Regions from separate parts of the Mus musculus genome. Here region 2 is linked to region 1. The links are chromatin contacts, called in public HiChIP or PLAC-seq maps. All regions are on one chromosome and are shown on one strand. Each heading gives the region's core, a stretch centred on a gene start, on an enhancer-like site or on the middle of the called end of the contact. The rest is flanking DNA. Distances are from core to core; before and after follow the strand shown.

Region 1 (6,150 bases), core at 1,714-4,213:
CTTTGAAAGTGTACCAAGCTGTGTTTAACAAGTCTCCTATTGGGGGACACTTGATCTCATCCAGTATTTTGCTGTTACAAACAGCTCTGCAATGACTATTCTCGAGTGCATTATCATTTTACATAAGAACAAGTACATACAAGATAGGTTCATGTAAGGGGGAAACCTAGGAATGGCCAATGGTATGTGTATTTTAAATTTAAAGACATTTTTCATCATGAGACTTCAAACATTGCCAAGGGAGAGGAGAGATAGGATGAAATTTCAACATTCACTATCAAGCTTCAATTACTATCAAATCCATAGTGAGACTGTTTTATGTATACATTTTGGCTTCATCTACTACCTCTGCCTCGATTTATCTTGAATCAACTCTGACTTGTTACTCTACTGGTCAATACTTTGGGAAAGTTTCTTAAAAGTAACGGCATTTTGAAAAGGAAAAAAAATGTGTATATGTCATTTCATACAAAATAAACTAACTTATTAATTATGTCAAATATCCTGTTAATGCTAAAATTTCCCAGATTGGATCATAAACGTTTCTTCTTTTAATTGTTTGTTCTGTGATCAAAATCCAAACACAAATTGTGACTCGGTGTTTGTTGTTTGTTTTTTGGTCCTTTGACGTCTCCCTCTCTCTCCCTTCCTCAGCATATTTGTAGAAATGGGTAAGTCTGCTTTGAAAGACTGGATTTTCCTGACCACGTGATCATTGAGGTTATTTCATATCTCTCTAATGTCAAAAAGAAAATACAAAAATAAATCACAGAACATTTAATTAAGAAAGCAACATAGGGGGGTTGGAGAGATGGCTCAGAGGTTAAGAGCACTCACTGCTCTTCTGGGAGGTCCTGATCCCAGCAACCACATGGTGGCTCACAACCATCTGTAATGGGATCCGTTGCCCTCTTCTGATGTGTCTGAAGACAGCTACAGTGTACTCATATAAAATAAATAAATAAACCTTAAAAAAAAAAAAGAAAGCAACATAACAATCAATGTCGCACAGATATTGTAGTTAGTAGAAGAAAATTTATACAACTAATTACCTCAATAAGAATAAGAGCTAATGCATAACTCACAGAATTTAAACAGCAAAACAAAACAAAACAGGAAAGGGTAAATATAGAATCGGCGTTTTGTTACTCTTTGAACCTGAGTTTTAGAAATGAGGCTGAAGGCTCACCATCATGAGACCATTTTGCAGTTTGTAGCTCTTACATATAAGAAAGCTAACTTGAGTAGCCTCAGAGCCATTAGCCTGTCTACGTACCCTTTACTTTGAATCCAAGATAGAGTGTACCTTGACCATCAGTGGGAATTTAGTTAGGTTATCCCTCAATTGCAAGATGGGGACAGGAGTGGGATGGATTTCCTGTGTCCCACCTCAGCTTGCTCACTCTCCTCTGAGGAAAGTGTCAACTCCAGGGAGTCACCCGAGTGAATGACGGGAGTTAAGAATTTCTCATCCTTTAAGATATTCTCATGGCCTTGCTAGCTCATAGACATCAGTGCAAATCTCAGCTGAAACTCTTCACCTCATCTAGAGTCCTCATCATTTAATTGAGATAACTAACTTTACCAAAAGGGCCTGAAGATCCCTGGAGTGGCCAGAGGTAGCTAATGTTGACTGCGTGGCAGTTATTCTAACACCCTTGTTTCTCAAGTTCTGAGGTTCCACCACGGAGACCCTCCAGTGACACCAATCAGGAAGTATCAACCAGAAGAAAGCCACCACACAGTTCTTCCTGCCTTTACTGGAAAACGTGTTGCCTTCAGCTCCCCTCGAATGATGGAAACAGCTTCGACCAGTGATGGTTCTTCACTGTCCATTTGACTGGGTTTTGAATCACCTAGGAGACACACCTCTAGAAGAATTTTTGTGGTAGTTCCAGAGAGGTTTAACTGAGGAGGAAAGACTGGCCCCCAAGGTGGACAGCACTTCTCAAGAGCTGGGTAGAGGAAGCTGAGCACCAGTCTCTTTTCTCTCTGTGTCCTGGCTGAGAAGGAAATGTGGCCAGCCACTTCCCATCCTTCCAGTGGCCATACCATCTCAGTGATGACCAACTAGATCCCTTCACAGACCCTGCACCCAAGCGAATCCCTTCATCAAGTGGCTTCTGTCACCTCACAACACTGACAAGTCACTACCCCAGGCCTTCATTGCTTCTCCACATGCCCATCTTCTACCGTGCCCGCATATGGACTCATTTGCTCAAGAGAGGAAGCTGGCTTTCCTGGGCATGAGGATACCGTATGCCTCCCAACACTGTGTTGAACAGTGTCCCGTGCCCCTTTTAAAGGCCAACTCTGCAGAGGATCTTGTCCTTCAGAGTGTGAAGGACACATTAAGACCAGTGTTTTCTTTTTTCCCAGAGGGAGCCACTGAATGTTCAACAGTTCTCTAGCCTTGAGTGTTGGGCAAAGGGCCTTCTATCAGTGAGCTCCTTAGTGGAACTAATTAATGATTCTCTAGGTCATCGGTTTGGTTCATTCCATGATGGAAAGTGTCTGCAAGGTAAGGCGCAGAAGGCTACCATGTCATTGTGTGCACCACACACACATAGTTCCTTCCCCCAAATCTGCAAATGACCCATCCATGCTTGCACCAGGCTGCACTCAGGCAGGACCCCGCAACCCGGACGTGTCCTGGTGACAGTAGCCCCATGTCATTTCGCCCTTGGGTGTCAGCTGCTACAGCTCTCTGCACTGCATAGCAACTAGCCCTGGAGCCAAGGCCAGGACGCAGCGAGGGTTGACCGTGTGAGCCAAACACCAGGAAGCAAGGAAGGAGGTTAAGTCAAACAAAAGGTCTGTGGTAGCGTCATCAGGGGAACAGACGACGACCGGCTGGCTGCCGAGGGGCGCTCGCTACCGCGCCTGGCTCTCCTGGCCAGCGCGCCCAGCCCGCCGCCCGGGCGCGTGTGTCCTTATATGGTCAAATGACTCGGCGGGGGTTCTCGAGGGCGGGCGCAGCTCCTGCTGCACTCCGCCCGCTGAGCCGCCACCGCCACCGGTCCACAGTCCGCTGGGTTCCCTTAGACCCCGGCCCCACCGCGCGAGTACTACTGCGGCCGCCCAGGCCACAGCCCTGCTTGGGACACAAGGATCGCCACCAGACCGCTGCCCTAGGACGCGTCGAGAGCCTGTGGCCAGCGCACTCGGACCGTGGGGCGGAGACCCAGGAGACCGGAGCAGAGCTGTGCAGACAGCATCAGGGTAGGGACCTAAACGGAGAGAACAGGTTCTGGCGATAGGAGAGCCCTATTTGCAGGGGACACTCGGGATGGGGACCCAGAACGGAGAGGACAGATCCGGGAGAGAGGAGAGCGTAGCTGGGCATACTTAGGATGAGGACTCGAAATGAAGGGGAGGGAGATGAAGGGGCGACAGTGAATCGGAAATGTGGTGGGGGAGGGCGCTTGGGGGAAGGCTTGAGGGGAGACTTCAGGACTTGAGAGTTGATCTACAGGAAGACACCCCCAGGAAGAGCAGATGCGGGGCAGAGAGGACCAGAATCATGAGTGTTGGAGAACCTGAGCATAGGAGAGCCGAATTTGGAAATGGTGGGGAGGGACCTTTGATGTCCAGAGGGAGGGTTGCAGCCCTGTAGGGGTGGATCACTTCCAGGTGGTGGGAGACAATGAACTGCCCACAGGCAAACCCCCCCCCCGGGGGGCGGGGGATGAAGTGGAACTGGTCCCTGAAGTCTATGGAAAGGAGGTGACAGGCTGGTCAGCACGTGGATAGCCAAGCATTTCCTTTGAGAAGAAGTGGGAGTTTGCCTGTGACCACACATCTTGACTAACCACCCAAACTAAAACCTGAGCCATGGCGGGGGGGGGGGGGGGGGAGAAAAACAACACTTTTAAATGAAAAGAATTCTGATAGATTTCAGTCTTGTGGAAAGAAAGTCTTGAAATGCTTTTTTTCTGATCTTAAGTGAAGAACTAGCCATATTTGCTGGATAGTCTTCAGTTGTGTCTCTGGAACTCAACAAAGCTGGCATTTTTTTGAAGTCTACAGCTGTCTTCGGTGAAGCCAACTTGTGGCATGCACTTTCTTACGCATATTTTGGGATGTAGTTAACTATAATTTGGACTTAGCACGAGATTGTCTTCAAAATACTGCTCTAGATGTGTCTCATGTTGCGGTACTACTTGGCTTGTGTGTAGCCAATTTTGCAGTAGTGTAGAGAGATCTAAAGAAAGGGTGTTTGTTGGTGTGGCTGTATGTGTGGTGATTGTTTCGGTTGTTGTTGTTTGGGATAAAGCTTCATTCTGTAGCCAGGAAAGCCTGGGATTTACAGTACCATCATCCCCGGTAGCCTCAAACTGGTGCTCAGCCCCCAAAGTGTTGCAATCCCAGGAGTAACCTACCACATGCTGCAGCCATGGTGATCCTCCCTCCCCACCAACACCCTGCCACCATAAAAAACAATTTGCATTAAGTTTCAGAATTCCCAACCCAACTAAAGTTTATTAAAAACAAGATTTAAATCATTTTCCCCCTCATTCTTTCTTTCAGATTCCCTTCACTCCTAGTTTTTGATGGAACACTATGTAGTACTACCCCCCACCCCCCTTGTGGCTTCTTTTTGTTCTGCCTCCTTACAGTCCAGCCTCACAGGCACGGCATGGACGGGTGCAGAATGTTTAGCTGGCAGATGTACCTGGAGCAGGTGCCTCAGTTTCCTCCCTGAGAACCAGATAACTCCTGCATAGTATAAGCAGTATGTGTAGATTTTAAAGCCTCTTGTTAACAGATAAAAAAAAAAAAATCGAAGTAAATTTGTTGAGCAGTTTCCCAGCTCGTAGATTGTGGCCCTGAGAGCTGCCTCCAGATAGCTTGATATCTAAGTTCTGACCTCTGTTCTTTACTGGGACACATTGAATGCATATTTGGTTGAGGCTCTATACCCAGTATTTCAACTCAAGATTGACAAACCCCTTCAATACTGAGTGATATCTCAACTGTAGACAGAAATACCCAGCAGTACACACACACACACACACACACACACACACACACACACACACACACACCAAAAACAAAAAGCAAAAACCAACAAACTAAGCAAACAAACACAACTCAGAAGGCCAAGAAGCCTGGACTCTACCCTTGCCCTGCGCTAAGGACTGACAACCTAGCCTGACACACTATGTCTAAGTCAGCGTCTTGATTAAGCCAACTCTTATCAAAGAAAGCATTTACTTGAGGGCTTGCTTACAGTTTTGAAGACTTAGTCCATTGTCATCATGGCAGGGAACATGGTGGCACACAGACATGGTGCTGGGAAAGTCGCTGACAGTTCTATATCAGGATCCACAGGTAGCAAGGAGAATCTGGCTTGACATAGGCTTTAAAACCTCAAAACCCCAAACTTCCTCCAACAAGACCATACCTCCTAATTCTTCTAATCCTTTCAAAGAGTTCTACTCCCTGGTGAACATATGGTCAAACATATGTGCAAATGACATCATTCTGATTCAAACCCATAATACCTTCCCCATTTGTACACAGCTGTGATTTGGATATGATTTTTTTCTCCGAGACTCATGTGTTGTAAGTTTAGTTATCCTTGTGTACATGTTGGGAGATAGGGCCTTTAAAAAGTGGAGTCTAGGGGGCAACAGAGATGATTCAGCAGCTAAGAGTAATTACAGAGGGTCTGAGTTTGGCTCACAACTCATAATTTCCTGTAACTTTTGCGTCTAGAGATCTCACATCTCCTTCTGGATCCAGTGCACAAACTCATACAGATATATACTACACATAAGAAATAAATCTTAAGAGAGAAACTCTAGATAGCAGAAGGGCCATCCTTGGGAGGAAATGGGGTTCCTTCATATATCTCAGCCTCTACTTCCTTTGGCAATGTGACCTCTCTTCCTCTACCTCCTCTGTGAGGTCCTTGAATCTCTAGAACTATGAGTTAAGTAAACCAACCTGAACACAAAGCTGCAGAGTTTAGGATACTAGGAAGTGTTCTTGGAGCCAGTAAATATAATTTGCCATTATACCTAGACTGTGGGTCAAAGAGGATACAGACCTGTGCTTGATGGGACCTCTGGAGTCAGTTGAGTTATGCAATCAGCAGGTGAGTGGAAGGAGGTATGCCAGCCTCTACTGGTGGGATATTGATGT
Region 2 (6,565 bases), core at 3,546-6,045, 40 kb before region 1:
TTGCTGCTCTGGACCCAGAGTCTGGCCCAACTGGGCTGTTCCTTCACATGGCGGCCATGCCTCTCTGTTCTGCACTATTCTCAGGCATGGCATCTCTCCTCCACGTCTCCCAGCATAATGGCTCTCCCTCCTCCTCCTCCTCCTCCTCTTCCCCCTCCCCTCCCCCTCCCCCTCTCCCTCCCCCTCCTCTTCCTCTTTCTACATCATGGAGGAGAAAAAGCCAAACACAGCAGGGATTGAGGGGGAGGGGGGAATACTCAATGGAAACAGTCAAATTCACCAACAGAACATAGAATGGTAGCTGCCAGGAGCTGATGGGGTGGGGGGGGGGAGAATTTCGTGTTTAATGAGGACAGTGTGATGGTTTGTATATCCTTGGACCAGGGAGTGGCACCATCTCAAGGTGTGGCCTTGTTGGAATAGGTGTGACCTGGTTGGAATGGGTGTGTCACTGTGGGTGTGGGTATAAGATCCTCACCCTAGTTGCCTGGAAGTCAGTCTTCCACTAGCAGCCTTTGGATGAAGACAGTTTGTTGCAGCTCCTGCTGCGCCATGCCTGCCTGGATACTGCCATGCTCCCACCTTGATGACAATGGACTGAACCTCTGAACCTGTAAGCCAGCCCCAATTAAATGTTGTTTTTTATAAGACTTGACTTGGTCATGGTGTCTGTTCACAGCAGTAAAACCCTAACTAAGACAGACAGACAGAGTCACTGTTTGGAATGGTGAAATGTTTGGGAAATGGATGGTGTAGGTTCTTACATGATAATCTAAACCTACTTGTTATACATTGAATTCTACCTTTGAAAGGGTTAAAGCACTCACAGTTTTTGTTTTTTTTTTTAACCACATTATAAAATTTTACCTTGTGGTTTCCTCCTGAAGTTGGGGCATTTACAACATTTGAAGGCAGCTTTGGCAGGTACCTTCTGAGTCATCAGACTTGCTTTAGTGATCCCTAACACAATCTTGTCTTGCAATCACTTTGATCTTTTGGTATAAGATAGTGCTGCCCTTAGGAAGACTGTGGGTCAGTGAGCACAGACTGAGTGAGGGGAACATGTCTCTACCAGGGAAGTTGGAGCAGGGTCCTTCAGCTGCTGACACGGGATATCATAGAATGAGAAATCTACAAGCAACAGAGGTTGTCTTGGCTTGCTGTTTTGGAAGCTAGGAAAACCAAGGTCATGGGTTCACAAGTGCTCAATCATAACATGTAGTAAGAAGGCAATGCATCATGCTAAGGGGACATCTGAGAGAGATCAAAAGGGCTAAACAAGCCTTTATGAAAAACCCACTCATTATCAGGCCACTAATCCATTCATGAGGAAAGGTTGCCCATGACTTAATCACCTCTTAAAAATCCATTTCTCAATGGTGTGATACTGAATATTAAGATCAACCTAGGTAATTGTAGCATCCTTTAAACCAAGGAACAAAGGTAAGGTCATCACTTAGAGAAATGAATAAGGAACAGCACAGGAACCTGTTGTGGGCACTGTTGAAACCATGGCCCTTCAGGACTTAGGGACAAAGAGGTATTACCTGAAGTAGGACACTTTCAACTTGAAGTTCTTCTGATGCAGGTTCTAGGCTCCTGAGGACCTGCCATTACTCTCCTGCTTTTTAATTGATACTGGTTCCTTCCATTGACTAGATATAATCCAATGAAAGGCAGCAAAGCAGCTCTCTAATATCTCTTCAGTGGGTTAAATTTTTCTCGATGATGGTTTTTAAACGATTCTAAAATTATAGTCTGTTGACCTGATTATGATCATTATTTACAATGATAGCCAAGATCCAAGACCTGACTGACTTTCTTCCTCCTCTTCCTTCTCCTCCTCCTTTTCTTCTTCCTCTTCCTTCTCCTTCCTTTCTTCTTCTTCTTCCTCCTTTTCCTTCTCCTCTTTGGATCCTTCTCTTTCCCTCTCTTTCTCCCTCGCTCCCTCATCCCTGAATCCCTCCCTCCCCTCCCACCCCACTCCCTCTTTCTTGCAGATGGAACCTAGTGCCCTGGGCAGGCACTCATATCTAGACCATGCTCACCCTAGCTCCTAAGAATGGTTCTTGTACAAACTCTGGTTAGTTTATACAGGAAAACATTCAACCCACTCTCAGCTCCCTCTTTGTTCCTCACTGGGCTATATAACTTGTCACCATTTGATCTTTCACTATCTGACCAAAGAAAAAAAAACCAAAAAAAAAAAAACAAAAAAAACCAAAAAACATAGATTCACATGAGCCAAGAACTTACAGCCAGGGAAGTCATAAACTAGGGAAGAACCTATTAGCATTATTCTGCTAAATGGACATAGAAATAACTGCCCCCATGTACTTATCTTAGTACTCACAAACTTATGAATCTCTCACGTTTCATCAGAAGGGCTTCTTTTTGAAGAAGATGACCTAACATAGAAATCTCCAAGCTTTCAATGGGCAAAGAACAAGAGACTGTGGGGTGCTGAGCCTTGGATGGGATACAAATCACATCCTCTCCCCCCATAGGGATCAGGGATTTTCATGGAATGGGAAGTGGAACAATTTTAAGAGGTAGAGCTTGTGGAGGACCATAACAAAAGAATGTTTTCCAGACATGACAGGGCCGTTGTATACATGAACTCACAGTGGCTTTGACTGTATACACAAGGCCTGCACTAGATCAAGCCAGCCAAAAATCACAGGACACGTGGGGGAAGGGACTTGTGAAGTACCATCCCTAGCTGAGGAAGAGACAATAGATGGCTGCTCGAGTCAGTTTTCTGACTGAAAGTTACCCATGCTCTAGTAGACAGTCATACATCCATATGCATACAGGCAGTTGCACTAAGTGGACTCAATGGGTTTTTAAAAGAGCACATGAGGTTTACAAGAGAAAGTGCTGGGTGTGATAGAGGGAACCTTGGAAAGGAGGGAATGGGGTGAGTTTTATTAAAGTACATTATATGTATGAATGAAATTCTCCAACGATAAAACTATTAAAATTAATTAAAAGAAAAGAAAATCTGATTACCTTCAGAACATCAGGAACTTTGGGAAATTTATTCCTGAGCTGTTACCAGGCACATAAATTGGTGTGGATGATGTCTTTAAAAGCAGATTGGATGGGAATGGAAAATGAGGGTTCACCACATTTGTAATGTTGGGGTGATACTAACTGTGAGCATCCACTGTGCTGCTGCTGCTGCTGCTGTGGTGGTGGTGGTGGTGGTGGTGGTGGTGGTGGTGGTGGTGTGTGTGTGTGTGTGTGTGTGTGTGTATGTGTGTGTGTGTGTGTGTGCGGTTTGGTTGTTTAGTTTCATTTTTTTATCTTGTGTTTTGTTTTAGACAGTATATCACTATATAGCTAAGGCTGACCACAAGCACTTGGCCCAACTTCCCCAGTGGGAAGACTACAGATCAATGCCACAATATCTAGAACTGTATTGAGTATTAAATGCCCAAGCTGATGACTCTGGTGGGAAACGATGGCACCTCTATCTAGGAGATGAAACCCGTGGAAGAAGTTAGACCATTGAAGTTCTTATCTTGAGTGGTATAGTAATTAGACCCTGTACCAATCTCTCTTTTTGTGTCCCAGGAAGTAAGCATCTTGACTGCGCCCCATGTTCTCCCTGGGGTGTTCTGTCTTATCACAAACATCCAAAATGATGGGGCCCAGTGACCACGGACTGAAACCCCTGAAACAATAAGCAAAGCTGAACGTTTCTTCTCTTTAGTGGTTTCTCTCATGCATTTGTCAACAAGACAGAAATCCAACAAAAGTAACAAACGTATTTGATCACAGTTCCATACGGCATGGAAGCCTCCGGATGAAAGAAGGGGCAAACAATCCCTTTTGGTGCTTAAGTTGGCAAAGTCAAAAGTGCCATGTAAAATGTGATTGTGCAGAGGATTCTGAGCTGGTGGAATAGACCTGGGGAAAGGGGCTGGCAGATCCTGGCTGTCCAGAGTTTTGGTGTCTCTGTGCAACATTTCTTTCTCCTAGACGCGGGGCAGAACTCTTTCTATAACTGGGTGGGGGTGTCTTGGGATCGATTATTATGCTATAGGTCAGAGAATTTTTTTTTAATAGACAGCTCTTATGTGGACAAGCAGCTAGCTGTGGAGGAAGGAGATTCTGGATTCTATGACCCATGTTGGGGAAGTCTCTCTATAGCTTGCCTTAGTCACTGTTCTATTGCTATGAAGAGACACAACGACGTAGGCACTTCTTATCAAAGAAAGCATTTAATCACGGGCTTGCTTGCAGTTTCAGAGGCTAGTCCATTATTATCATGGCAGCGCATAGGCAGGCATGGTGTTGGAGCAAAGCAGCACCCTGATCCTTTGGCTTCAGCTTTTGAATCCTCAAAGCCCACCCTAGTGACACACTTCCTCCAACAAGGCCACACCTCTTAATTCTTTCAAATACTGCCGGTCCCTGGTGAATAAGTATTCAAATACATGAGCGTATGGGTGTCGTTCTTACTCAAACCACTACAGAAAGAATGAAAGGTGGCAGCCAGGAGGGCAGGAGAGGATGAGGAAGCCTGCACAGAGGGCTATCACCCTCTAAGGCCCCCCAAGAGTGTGATGATTTAGGATACCAGAGACCCCCAGTCTGAGTTTCTTGCTTGAGAAGATACTTGGGCTCTTGTCCACATCCAAGGGAGTTCTGGCCAAACCACACTTAAAAGAAAGAGGTGCCTGGACTCTGTCACAGCAGGAAAAGCTAGTGCTGTTTTTCAGGCTGAGACTTTCCAGAGAAGCAGGAGCGTGTTTACACAGCAGGCATTTCTGCAGCCACCTTCCCAGTCATTGTTCTGGGAAGTGCAGAAGAACTGTTTACACGGAGCTATCAGTAAAAGCAGACAGAACGGCTAGGTAGTAGTCTCAGCAGCCAGTTGGAGCATGACTTTTTCTCCTGGTTTCTGCAGATAAACATCTGGTGGGTGAAACATTTCCTAAGCCACTCACTCGGCTCTGCACCCAGACTCACCTTGGTCCCACATCGGCAAACTTCCTCCTTGAAAACCATAAAGCTTTTTCCTTTACCTTTGCTCTTCTCTGCTTACAAAACATGATACATTCCTTCCTAGCAACCTTGCCTCCAGGCTTCTTGGCCCAGCACCCTGCTCTTCTTCCCCTTTAGCTCATCCTCAGGCTCCCTGGCTTGTCTCTCTTCTTGAGTCACTAAGTATGAATCCAACCCCTGCCCCCAAGACGCACACGCACACGCATACACACACATCTGAATAGATAGAAGAGCAACAATGATAAGGAGATCTTTCCTCCATTCATCACCGGAGTCATATCTGGCTCTCCTGTAAGAAAGGACAGGTTAGCCAGAGAGAAGTATGGTAGATTCATGACTACATGATATTGGCCCTTCAGAAGCCAAGACCCAAAGGCTAGGGAAAAGAATCCATTTATGCTTAAGTTTGTGAAGCAGAGACCACTGTGTTGAGATGTGACCAGATGGGAGTTTGAGCTAAGGGAAAGAGATGGAGCGGAAACCCAGCCAGGCATGTCTGCTCAGACCAGGACTCCTCCAGATAGCTCTGTGCAGCCTTCCTTCCTTTAGCCTGCAGATGTGGGGCAGGATTCCTCTGTAATGAGGGCGCTTGAGGGAAGAAAGACGGAAGATAATGGCCTTCCTATGCTTCATGACTTCGTGTGGGGAAGAGGAGGTCTGATTCTTATGATCTGCAGTAGAGAAGGGAAATTTTGGTTTCTGTGACTTACTTTGGGGAGGATTATGAGGTGAGAAACAGAAAGCCAGAAGGACAGAGAAACCTGGATTCTAAGGAATTCAGGTCTCCTTTCACTCAGAACACTCAGCAAAAAACAAAGCCAAAACTGCTGTGGTATTCTGAGCCCTAGCAAAAGACACCCAACTCATTAGGCTGGGAGCCAGGAGCATTGTTAACACCACACCCAGCCCTTGGGGATGGTGAAGAGGAAGGGCAGTCACAGGAACAGACAAGGAAAGAGAGGAAAGGAAGGGGAGAGATGTGAATCTACTGACCCTGAGAACTGACAAGAAGAACAGACTCCTGATGGGCAATGGACAGGGGACCCAGTTACTAGCTGGGCAGACTCAGGGAGCTATGGTATCAGGGTCACAGAAGGAACTCAACCACTATCTACCCACCCCAGAGCAAAGAGCAACAGTGACAGACTCTCAAAGTTGGCCATGGCAGTCAATGGTCAGTGTGACCTATGGTGAGAGGAGAAACGGGGGGGGGGGGGGGGGGGTTGCTGAAGGCCATGGCAAGAGCCCTGAGTGATGACTACCGTAATGGTGCTGACAGCTCCAGATGGGTTTAGTGCTGAAGCTGCATGGTCCAGCATGGATCAGCTCAGCCTGTCTGAGAAGCACTATAGATAGTTAGCTGATGGACTGAGAAGAGGATTTCATGATTTCATGGCAAACTATCCAAGTGTACAGACAGGGGGGCTGGAATTCTCCAGAAGACTCTGCCATAGAGGTCCATCCCTACACAGACTGGTAGGTGGGATATACTTTCCTTCCTCAGTCTACTCTCTCTATGCTTTTTCCTGCACAAATGAGGCTGAAAATC

The links. HiChIP or PLAC-seq counts read pairs in DNA pulled down with a chosen protein or histone mark.
Region 2: an H3K27ac HiChIP or PLAC-seq map of extraembryonic endoderm stem cells shows a contact between it and region 1. The contact joins the enhancer-like site here to the promoter of Fhl2 in region 1. A contact is called at or near these places in 1 of 39 promoter capture datasets (the 3T3-L1 cell line), 2 of 15 datasets of contacts at CTCF or cohesin (CD8 T cells and the NIH/3T3 cell line), 18 of 484 Hi-C or Micro-C datasets (the HL-1 cell line, the HPC-7 cell line, cardiomyocytes and 11 more), 10 of 115 datasets of contacts at active chromatin or transcription factors (CD8 T cells, cardiomyocytes, embryonic fibroblasts and 5 more) and 3 of 9 other capture datasets (adipose tissue, liver and pancreatic islet).

What each region holds. Positions count from the first base shown.
Region 1 is chr1:43,160,774-43,166,923 of GRCm38.p6, reverse strand. Fhl2 (four and a half LIM domains 2) reads left to right here and starts at 2,963. Exons shown (of 6, transcript NM_010212.4): 1 at 2,963-3,222.
Region 2 is chr1:43,201,726-43,208,290 of GRCm38.p6, reverse strand. No RefSeq gene overlaps it. Among named protein-coding and RNA genes, the nearest start is that of Fhl2, 41 kb to the right of the region's middle. Within about 2 kb of position 4,795, at least 30 of the 459 cell types and tissues checked have an H3K27ac peak or open chromatin away from gene starts, as enhancers often do. A contact at or near this core is called in extraembryonic endoderm stem cells, morula, pancreatic cancer cells and 1 more, where this site is marked.